Linked DNA regions of Mus musculus: region 1 is linked to region 2. A link is a contact called in public promoter capture Hi-C data. All regions are on one chromosome and are shown on one strand. The core of a region is the stretch at or near the end of the contact, and the rest is flanking DNA. Distances in the headings are between cores, read along the strand shown.

Evidence for each region. Promoter capture Hi-C pulls out the DNA fragments that hold promoters and counts their contacts.
Region 1: a contact with region 2 is called in a promoter capture Hi-C map of liver, with 2.3 times the contacts expected there. The contact joins two enhancer-like sites. A contact is called at or near these places in 9 of 39 promoter capture datasets (3T3-L1-derived adipocytes, the C10 cell line, the SN4741 cell line and 5 more), 2 of 484 Hi-C or Micro-C datasets (muscle stem cells and uterus), 3 of 115 datasets of contacts at active chromatin or transcription factors (bone marrow-derived dendritic cells, bone marrow-derived macrophages and pancreatic cancer cells) and 1 of 9 other capture datasets (pancreatic islet).

What each region holds. Positions count from the first base shown.
Region 1 is chr5:144,786,102-144,791,930 of GRCm38.p6, forward strand. Trrap (transformation/transcription domain-associated protein) reads left to right here. Exons shown (of 71, transcript NM_001081362.2): 12 at 531-669; 13 at 1,559-1,637; 14 at 3,257-3,491; 15 at 4,720-5,086; 16 at 5,173-5,267. Among named protein-coding and RNA genes, the nearest start is that of Gm23995, 15 kb to the left of the region's middle. Within about 2 kb of position 2,585, at least 3 of the 459 cell types and tissues checked have an H3K27ac peak or open chromatin away from gene starts, as enhancers often do. A contact at or near this core is called in liver, where this site is marked.
Region 2 is chr5:144,244,427-144,250,000 of GRCm38.p6, forward strand. It overlaps 2900089D17Rik (a long non-coding RNA gene), which reads right to left. Exons shown (of 3, transcript XR_868683.3): 2 at 7-220. It also overlaps a transcript of Bri3 not described here. Among named protein-coding and RNA genes, the nearest start is that of Bri3, 8.0 kb to the right of the region's middle. Within about 2 kb of position 4,070, at least 48 of the 459 cell types and tissues checked have an H3K27ac peak or open chromatin away from gene starts, as enhancers often do. A contact at or near this core is called in liver, where this site is marked.

The sequences.
Region 1 (5,829 bases), core at 1,335-3,834, 540 kb after region 2:
GAGCTATTATATCTGGCACTTACTTATTTAAAAAGGAGTATAGGTGTATAGGGTGTGTGTGTGTGTGTGTGTGTGTGTGTGTGTGTGCCTTTGGAAGCCAGAGAAGGGCATTGGATCTTGTGGATGTGGAGTTCCAGGTGGTTGTGCTAGAAACTGAAGGACGGGGCATGGGGAGCCCCTCTGGTCCCCTTAACCCCCACGCTGTCTTTCTAGCACTGAACACTTGTTTTGAGCAGGCACTTTAGCATTTACTTTCTGTCTAATAAGGAAGTGATGCAAATCCAGTGTTGAGAATTGTAATGAACAGTAAGGATGCTGTTGTGTCCACACCCACTCCACGGGGAGGCCACCTGTCCCTGTGGTCATGCTTTCCTGTCAGAATGACTCTGGCTGCGCGGCTCTGTGCATGTACACACGACACACTAAAACCTTCCCGGAGGTGCTTGCTCAGGCCCGGTGCCTTATGAAAGGACTTGGGTGTCTGCAGCCTCCCAGACACAGTGTGACAGTTGCCTTTCTTGCTGTGACAGGAGCTGGTGACGAAGTATTCTCAGCAGATGGTGAAAGGCATGCTACAGCTGCTTTCCAATTGCCCAGCGGAGACTGCGCACCTCAGGAAGGAGCTGCTCATTGCGGCCAAGCACATCCTCACCACGGAGCTGAGGAACCGTAAGGCCGCCTGCACTCGCGTGCACTCTCTCGCGCTCGCGCTCTCTCTCTCTCTCTCTCTCTCTCTCTCTCTCTCTCTCTCTCTCTCTATCTCGGTGTTCTTTTTAAATTTCCATTTGTTTACTTTTATGTGTATGGATGTGTGTGTATTACTTGCATCTTTGTACATCTTTGTACCACGTGTATGCCTGTTGTCTGCAGAGGCCAGAAGAGGGCATCAGATTCTCCTGAGACTCAAGTTGCAGACACTTCTGAGCTGCCACGTGGGTGCTGGGAATCTAACATAAGTCTTTACTGAGCCAACTCTCTAGCTTTCTTTTCGTGTGTGTGTGTGTGTGTGTGTGTGTGTGTGTGTGTGTGTGTGTTTCTTTCTGTTTTTCAAGACAGGGTTTCTCTGTATAGACCAGGCTGGTCTCGAACTCAGAGATCCACCTGCCTCTGCCTTCTGAGTGCTGAGATTGATTAAGGGCGTGCACCACTTTTTGAAGATTTATTTTTATTGTCTGTCTGTGTGTTGGGGTGAGGGGTTGCACACATGAGTGCAGGTGTGTGCAGGAGCCTGGAGGCCTGAAATGTACTCGACTCTAGAACTAAGCTTTATGTCAGGCTTGTTCCAGAATGTGTCAGGCTGTGTGTGGGCTTCTCATCCATATTCTTAAGAGATTGTTCTCTTCTGTCTTTGGTGTGACTGTGCCATCTCTCTAGCTCGTCTTGGTCAGTTCTCCAACACTGACCATGAGCCCATCCATGTCTTTGTGGGCAGCTGGTGGGCGTGTGTGGCCCAGCAGAGCCAGCATCTTCCCTCTCAGGGACCATCTTTGTGGTCTTCCCTCTGCCCTGAGCCTGTGAAGGCCTGTGAAGGCCTGTGACATGCTCTCCTGTTTCCTAGAGTTCATCCCCTGCATGGACAAGCTGTTTGATGAATCCATCCTGATCGGCTCTGGGTACACCGCTCGGGAGACACTCAGGTACAGCATTAGTACACATGGACGCAGGGCTGCTTGGTGTGCTTGCTAGGGACAGGATCATCTGCACGTAGCATTGGTAGGGCTCTAATGAATGCAGGTGTGCTGAGCCCTGCTCACTTCCTGGATTTAGAATGGCAGCAAGTTTGAAAGTCGTTAGGTTGTTTTAATTAAAAAAAAACAAAAAAAAAAACCAAACATTTTTCTAAAAATTTTTTTGGTATGTGTGTGCTCACGCACTCATGACAAGGTAGAAGTCAGTGATCAGCCCACACGATTTAGTAACCCAGAGGTCAGTGAGGTTAGTGATCAGCCTGCATGATTTAATAACCCAGAGGTCAGTGATCAGCCCGCACGATTTAGTAGCCCAGAGGTCAGTGATCAGCCCGCACGATTTAATAACCCAGAGGTCAGTGAGGTTAGTGATCAGCCTGCATGATTTAATAACCCAGAGGTCAGTGATCAGCCCGCACGATTTAATAACCCAGAGCTCAGTCAGTGATCAGCCTGCACGATTTAATAACCCAGACAAGCCGGGCATGGTGGCACACGCCTTTAATCCCAGCACTTGGGAGGCAGAGGCAGGCGGATTTCTGAGTTCGAGGCCAGCCTGGTCTACAAAGTGAGTTCCAGGACAGCCAGGGCTACACAGAGAAACCCTGTCTCAAAAAACAAACAAAAAAAAAAAAACAAAAAAAAAAAGCCCAGACAATATTGTTGTATATGCATTCAGTGGTCATAACATATAGAGCATTCATTAACCTATTAACTAACATGTGAGGTCGTCTCACTGTAGCTGTGGGTGACCTGGAACTCACAGATCCACCTGCCTCTGCCTCCTGAGTGCCACCACGCCTGGCACATTGTTAATTTTGAGTAGCAACACCACTCAGTGTGCGAACAAGCCAGTGATCATTTGTGCTCTCACTGGCGTTTCTGCCGGTGTCTGTTATATACTTCCTGGTTAGTTATTACTGTCCTGTCGACTTGACATAATCCAGAGCAGAGGTTCTTAACCCTGGCGGGGTCATGACCCCAGGTTGAGAATGGCTGCCTTAAACTATCTTTGCCAAGAAGCTACCGCCTGCCTGCCTGCCAGTAGCTGATCTGGAAAGCCACCTGACAAGAAGGAGACTCAATGAAGAATTGTCAGATTGGCCTGTGGTCACATCTGTGGGCCATATTCTTCACTGCTAATCAACAAGAGAGCCCGGCCCACTGTGGGTGGCACCATCCCTCGGCGGATGCTCTTGTGCTGTATAAAAAAGCTGGTTGAGTGTGAATGAGCCTGTAGGCTGGGTTCTCCCACTGTTGCTGCTTCAAGCTCTCACTTGAACTCCTTCCTTGAGTTCCTGCAGTGATAGATTGTGACCCCAGAACGTAAGGCAAGTGAACCCTCCCTCACGTCGCTGTGGTCAGAGTTAATCACGGCAACACGTAGCCAGCTAAGACGGAACTTGATGACATGCATGGACGGTAGCTTTCCAGTGTGGACAGCAAGGAGTGAAGCAGGATTAGAAAGGCTGCGCCTTTTAGTTGAGCAGCTGGGAGAGGAACAGGGTTGGGGTGGGGACTAAGGCCATACTGGATCTTACCCCTGTCGGTGGCATCTCCTCCTGCAGGCCCCTCGCCTACAGCACACTTGCCGACCTTGTGCATCACGTTCGCCAGCACCTGCCCCTCAGCGACCTCTCCCTCGCCGTCCAGCTCTTTGCCAAGAACATCGATGATGAGTCCCTGCCCAGTAGCATCCAAACCATGTCCTGCAAACTCCTACTGAACCTGGTGGACTGCATCCGCTCCAAGAGTGAGCAGGAGAGTGGCAATGGCAGAGATGTCCTGATGCGGATGCTGGAGGTACCGACCGCCATGATTTATCTTAAAGCACTGTGAAACGTAGGTGATGAGGCAGCCGGATAAGAGTGTGGCTTGGTAATTAGACTGAGTTGTTGAAGCCTTGCCTCCCCTGCTGCTGGCAGCTGTGCTTGGAAGCTGCTTGTTTCTCTTTAGTCAGCATCAGGGCAGCTTCTTAGGTTCCATGTACTTCCTGGTGCTGACTAGAAGAGATCCCTGCTGGGCAGCCATAGTCAGGCTTCTCTGTCAGTGGAGACCCCAGTCAGTGTGTTGGGGAGGGAGGGATGGAAGGTTTTCCATGGCACTGGAGAGCCACTCTGAATCAGCTGGATCCTGCTCACCATGCTCAGAAACCAGCAGCCCTTGACTCTTGTGTGCATGTGTGGGGCCGCAAAGGCCATCCACCTTATGTTTTGTTTTTTTTAGGATTTAATTTTGTTGTGGTTGTTGTTGTTTTTTGAGACAGGGTTTCTCTGTATAGCCCTGACTGTCCTGGAACTCACTTTGTAGACCAGACTGGCCTCGAACTCACAGATCTGCCTGCCTTTGCCTCCCAAGTGCTGGGATTAAAGGTGTGCACCACCACACCCGGCGGATTTAATTTTTAATTACATGTTTTAATTATATGTTCATATATGTGCCAGGAGATTTAGATCTCCTTAGAACTATTTGCAGGGAGTTGGGAGCCATCCCATGTGAGTGCTGGGAATGGATCTTGGGTCAGTGGAAGAGATAAGAGCTCTTACTAGCTGAGCCATCTCTTCACATATTTTGTACTTTTAAGACACGATCTTTTTGGCCAGTAGTTCACCCTGTAGGCTCTGCTGGTGGGCCAGCCAGCCCCAGGAATCCCTGCTGTGTCTTCTTTCTCCAGAACTGGGATTACAAACATACCTAGCTTTTCTATATGGGTTCTGTGAACTGCACACTGATCCTCTTGCTTGCAAGGCAAGCACTTTATAGACTCAGCCTTTATCCTTCAGGTGGTTTTAGATTTTTTTTTTTTAAAGATTTATTTATTATTATATTTAAGTACACTGTAGCTGTCTTCAGATACACCAGAAGAGGGCGTCAGATCTCATTACACCATGTGGTTGCTGGAATTTGAACTCAGGACCTTTGGAAGAGCAGTCAGTGCTCTTACCTGCTGAGCCATCTCGCCAGCCTGGTTTCAGATGTTTGATTGTAACTTTTGTTTCCTCTTTCTGACTCCAATTTCTTTTGCCATTAGGTTTTTGTCCTCAAGTTCCACACCATTGCCCGGTACCAGCTCTCTGCCATTTTTAAGAAATGCAAGCCTCAGTCTGAACTGGGGGCTGCAGAAGCTGCACTACCTGGGGTGCCCACAGCCCCTGCTGCCCCTGGCCCAGCCCCTTCCCCAGCCCCTGTGCCTGCCCCCGCACCACCTCCACCTCCACCTCCAGCCCCAGCCACCCCGGTAACCCCTGCCCCCGTGCCCCCATTTGAGAAGCAAGGAGAGAAGGACAAGGAGGACAAGCAGACGTTCCAGGTCACAGATTGCCGGAGTCTGGTGAAGACCTTGGTCTGCGGTGTCAAGACCATCACATGGGGCATAACGTCGTGTAAAGCACCTGGTGGTAATACTCGCTTCCACTCTTCACACTGACAGCACTGTTAGCTCTTGTATTTGCCAGGTTTTAATGTATTCTGTCTCTTCTAGAAGCTCAGTTTATTCCTAACAAGCAATTACAACCCAAAGAAACTCAGATTTACATCAAGCTGGTGAAGTATGCGATGCAGGCCTTGGATATTTATCAGGTATGAAGTGGCCGCAGACAGTGCTGTTGAGTCTAGAGGATGCCTTTGGAACAGAGCGCCCAAGCCTTCGGAGTTCAGTTCTGTTTGCATGGCCTGGCTTTGCATTTCTTTTTTCTTTTTCTTTTTTAAAAAACCTTATTTATTCTTTGAAAGTACACTGTCGCTGTTCTCAGACACACCAGAAGAGGGTGTCAGATCTCATTACGGGTGGTTGTGAGCCACCACGTGGTTGCTGGGATTTGAACTCAGGACCTTCGGAAGAATAGTCAGTGCTCCTAACCACTGAGCCATCTCTCCAGCCCCTGGCTTTGCATTTAGCTGGGATAACAAACATGCGTCCTCATGCCAGTTTATGTGGCGCTGAGATCAGATCCACGGTTCATGCATGTTACTGCCAGTTTCCCTTTCTTGATACTGTGGTAAGATACTCTGACAGAAGCAGTTTAGCCATCCAGGGCTTACTTATCCAGTGGGGGTGATCGTGTACCTTTACCCTCTGCGCTGGCTCTCTGGGCTCTACATTTACTTACCGTTTTTCCCCCTGGTGTGGACACCTGGTGTT
Region 2 (5,574 bases), core at 2,820-5,319:
CCTCACCCGCATTCTCAGTGATATGACTCTTCCTCAATGGCCTTTTGGGTCACTGCTTCATGTCGGCTACTGCCTGTCTGCTGCTGCTGGACCATAAAGGGGCTCTTCCTGGCCCAACCTCAGGCTCTCTCTGGCCACTTCTGGGCGTCTTACGGGGACTAGCCATGGCCTCCACAGTACAGGAAGCAGGTAAGAGGCCCTGGGATGAGCCTCAGAAGGCCTGAGAAGAGACAGGAAAAGCAGTTGGATTCTTTGTTTGTTTGTTTGTTGTCTTTTTGTAGCAGAGCAGTGGGGCCCTGGGTGGCTTCTCTGAACCTTTATCATGACACCCCCTTGTGTGTGTGTGTGTGAGTGTGTGTGTGTAGTATATGCACATGTGTCTGTCATCCACAGAGGCAAGGGGACTTTGGGTGACCCATTCCATCATTCTCTGGGGCCAGGCTATCGGCCAGCAAGCCGTGGTGATCTGACTGGTTACTTTCTATTGCTGTGATAAGACATCTCAACCAAAGCAGCCTACAGAGGAGGGTTTATTTGGGCTTATGGTTCCAGAGGGATAAGACTCTATGATGACAGGAATCATGGCAACAGGCAGTAGCCAGGGCAGCAGGAACAGCGAGAGCTCACATCTCAAAGCCCAAGAAAGAGGTAGACTCAGTGAACTGGGAAATTGAGTCTTGGAAACCTCTATAGCCTGCCCACAGGGATGTAGTTCCTTCAGCAAGGCCACACCTCCCAGACAGTGCCACCAGCTGGAGACCAAGTATCTAAACGCCCAAGGCTATGAGGATACCTTATTCAAACCACCACAATAATCCTCCTGTCTCCGCTCTTCACAGGACTGTGACTAGAAGCAAGTGCAGGAACATGTCTGACTTAATGTGGGAATCTGGGGATTTGAACTCAGGTCTTCATGCTTGTAGAGTTAAGAGCTCTTTCCTGCTGAGCCAGCTCTCCAGCCCACAGCATCCTCCCAGGTCAAAGCCCCCTCCCTAAGCTCACCTGTTCCACATAGCCAAGGTCCTATGACAGCACTGTCTCAAATCCTGACTCTGAGGAGGACTAGTTTTGGGTGGCTTTGGCAATAAAAAAAAATGGCTGAGTGGCTGAGCGAAGGCCTTCAGGATCATTAGCCACCCCACACATGAAGAGTCCTCTAAAAATAATTTCCAGGTTGGGCCCTAGACCTGCTTATGGACCCAAAGTCATGATTTATTTCTCTCATTGAGACTGGCCCCTTGTCTGCTTCCCCCAAACAGAGAATCCATGTTTGTCACTAAACTTAGTTATCAGTAATTGGTCACTAGTGTGTCTTCAGGTTCTACTTGGTTCCCTGCCGCCATTGTAAATTAACCAGAAAGGAGGAGCCTCTTGCAGCACTCTGGATCAAACCCAGGAACTAACATGCTGAGCAAGCATCCTACTGCTGTCTGCACCCCAGCTCCTCACTGGGGGACTCTGGGCAGGGGCTCTACCAATAAGCCACACCCCAGCCTCTTACTGGGGGACTCTGGGCAGGGGCTCTACCACTGAGCCACGCCCCCAGCCCCTCACTGGGGGATTCTAGGCAGGGGCTCTACCACTGAGCCACAACCCAGCCCCTCACTGGAGGATTCTAGTCAGGGGCTCTACCACTGAGCCACAACCCAGCCCCTCACTGGAGGATTCTAGGTAGTGCTTTTCTGCTTTTTTTTTTCTTTTATAAATGTATGAGTTCTGTGTGTATAATAGGGTGCATGCCAGAACAGGGCATTAGATCCCATTATAGACGGTTGTAAGCCACCATTTGGTTGCTAGGAATAGAACTCAGGACCTTGGCAGAATATCTGGGTACTGTTGAGCCATCTCTCCAGCCCCTCTCCTGCTGGTTTTTCATGCCTAGGTTCATCAGTAAAGGACCTAGCATGCAGGCATGATGATCTGAGTTTTATATCTAGATCACATGTTAAAAAACCAGGCATGGTGGCACACACAAGTGATTGCAGGCTGTAACCTAGGCACGCCTAGGAGAAGACTTCTGTAAACCCAGGTAACTTTTATCCTCTGACAGCGTAGATTTCTGAAGCTGTATGCGGTCTTCCCTAATGATACAATGTAGCCATGATAAATGTACAAGTCAAGCTATCCTCACCCCCCCCCCCATCCCCTGGATACAATGTAGCCACAATAAGTGCACAAGTCCAGCTATCCTCCCCCCATCCCCTGGAGCTGGCGTTAGAGGTGTACCTAGGATATCCAGCGTGTATCCCATCGGTACCAGAATCCAAATTCTGATAGTCATGACTGGGTAGCAAGTGCTCTCAACCTCTGGGCTACCTCTCCAGACCCAAATCATGTTTTGTTTTTGTTTTATTTTATTTTTTGACAGGCGCTCACTGGCCTTGAATTTTCCAATTCAGCTAATCTGGCCTGGCAGTGAGCCAGAGACTACAGGTGTGTGCCACCATGGCTGGCTTTTAAACAGGTGTTCTAGATGTAAAACTCAAAAGGCCATCACGCTTGTGCGCCAGGCACTTAACTGATGAACCATGTCCCAGCCCCGGGAACCTGAAAGGATGTTTGACTTTTCCAGTTTAGGAGGCTGGGTTTCCTTCTCGGGTTGTACAGGAAGCCCCTAGACTGGAACATTTTTGACGAGAACCAGTTGTTCTTCCATCCAGGATCCTCCCCTCCACCTTGCCTTCAATATCTAAATTTGGTTGAAATGTTCTTGGACTCTCTGTCCTTCGATCACAAAATCTGGGAAGACCCGGGCATAGCTCTATGATAAGAGTTCTTGCCTAGTGTGTGGAGGCCCTGGATTTAATCCCCATAAAGAAGGGGGAGGGGCAAGCATTATGTACATTTGAGTATGTGTTGTAATAGATCATTTAGTTCCCAAAAGACATGAATCTTTATATTTACAATAAGCCCTTAAAACAGTAGGGCTGGGCAGATTTTGTTTGCTTCCCTGCCAGTAGCCCCGAGATATCATTTGCCACGTTCCATCTGGGCTGTTCCTATTCCAACAGGCTGGCCCTCAAGGTCGTGTGCTCACGAGCCACCTATCCCATGGTACCTTGCTCATGCTTCGCTGCCCTCTCTCCGCTCCTCGTGGTCTGTGCCTCAGACCCCAAACCCAGGAACCAAAGCCCCGCCTACCTCGCTTCTGCCCAGCTATAGGCTGTAGATATCTGTTGACCAATCAGGGATAATTTGGGGGCAAGGTTACATACATACATATGTCACTTGACATACGTGAGAATTCACTCCTCTTGAGGCAGCTAGACCTTGAGATACAGGATTTAGCATTATAATACATAGCAACAGACCAAACTTCAACAAATATGCATATATGTAACTTATAAAGATGGTATGTATATTTGTGCATGTGTGCGTATGGGCGCAGCCGTGCATGGGGACACAAGCATGTGGTGGCCAGATGTTAACCTTGGGTGGGTGTTGCTCTTCCAGGTTGCCTATCTTGTGGTTTCTGACAAGGATCTTTACTGGCTTGGATCTTGCCTTGTAAGTTAGGCTGCCCAGAAACTGAGCCCCAGGGATCCGCCAAGCCTCGGGCTCTGTGCCTGGCTTTTCTATGTGTATTCTGGGGAGCAAAGGCAGGCAGGCCCTTCATGCTTGCAGGGCAAGCACTTTACCGGCTAAGTTATCTCCTAGGCCCCATGACTTATGAAAGATTTACCACCCGACTCAGCAAAAGTGATGCTTTTATGTGCTGTGTAGAAACCGATATGCTTAATTTATAAAATACTTAGAAATATTTGCCCAGTAGAATTGTGAGGCTCACAACGGGCTTACCATAAAACTCCAAAGTGTTTATCTAAGATAACATTTAGTAGCTATTCAGCAAATATTTGGTCCTTCCCCGAGCCAGGCACTTGTAATTGGCTCCAGCCCTGGCTTTTGACATTATGTTTCCTTCTTCTTTTTCTCCTTTGGTCACAATCCCTGCCATGTGAGGTACCCAGTTCCTGTATGTGCCAAGAAGTCCACGTGATGGGTTATCAGCTCTTCTGAAGAGCGTGCAAGAAAAGGGCATGATCTTTGTTTCGAGTTCCTCTGATACATTTGAGGACAGTGACAGTGACTGTCAAGGTCTGGAGGATGAGAACTGTCCCAGTCCTTAGGCAGGGGTCAGCATGTCCTGTCTCACCAGATCCCCCTCCCACACCCTCCTTAGGAAACATTTATATACTGTAGTCAAAATCAAAGTAGCAGTTACTTATTTTAATAGAAATGGCAACATTTAAAAAAATTTAGTGTGTGATAGGTGATAAAGAACAGAATTGTAATTATCAGAAAAATATACCTAGGACTTATTTATTTATGAATGGCAGGCTCTTGTGTAGCCCAGGCTAGCTTCAAAGCACTTTGTAATAGAGTGGTGGCTCTCAAGCTTCTTAACACTGTGACCCTTTAATACAGGTGCCCAGGGTTTGGTGACCTCCAACCATAGCATTATTTTGTTGCTATAATTTTGCTACTGTTACGAATTGTAATATAAATATCTGATATGTGGGATGTCTGATGTGTGACCCCTAAAGGGGTCCAGATGTAGTAGAGGTTGACTTTGAACTTCCGATCTGCTGCCTTCTACTCCCTGAGTGCTAGGGTTGTGGGTGGCTGCCAGCACGTCTGTTTTGATAGGTGCTAAGGACACAACGCAGAGCTTTGTGTAGGCGAGGCAAGCTCGGTGCCCACTGACATCTCTAGCCTCTATTTTTATTTTTGTTCTCCTTTTGGTGCCAAGGCCTTGTGCACGCTAAACAACCACCATCTTCCTATGCGACATCCCCAGGCCAAAGGAGATATGCACTAAGTAAGACAAATTCCATCTCGTTCTATAGGACTATATTTCCCTTAGAACCAGTCACTGGTCAGTCTGATGAAACAGATCTCAGCTACTCAGAAGGCTGAGGCAGGAGGATCACAAGTTTAAGATCTGTCTGGGCAGCAGAGTAGGCTCAAGACCGACCAGGGCTACTTAGTGGGATCCTGTCTCAAAATAGTCAGAGGACGAGGATTGTTTCTCAGACCTCGGCTGACACCAACTATGAAGGGGGCTGGTGGTGTATCACATACACACATGCACCCCACACTCACCAATGTTCCTATTTTGCACACTTGGTGCAGGGCAGGTTGCTGTGATCTCAGGACTGCAGGTGGTAGACCTGGTGTCCAAAGGCCGAGAATCCTTGAAAAAACAAAAACAAAAACAAAAACAAAAAAACAACAGAGCTACCTGTACCACCCCCCAGGTTCCTTTGCAAACATCTAGAGGGTGGTAATGTTACTTCCATGGGATGACTCTAAAGAGGCCAGAACACATACAACATAAGACATGCTATGGAGAGTGCCCGGCTCACCCTGATTACTGCTACTGCAGTTTTTACAGCCGGAGAAGCCCCGATGAGCTGGGCTCTCACCCAGTCTCAAATCCGTCAATTAAAGAGACAGCAGGCAAGAGATTTATTCAGCATGACCTCACTGGGAAGAGGAACAAATGAAGATGTCCAGTGGCCCCGAAGTCTACCTTCAGGGTCCTGACATAATTATAGTTTTAATTTAATTTTG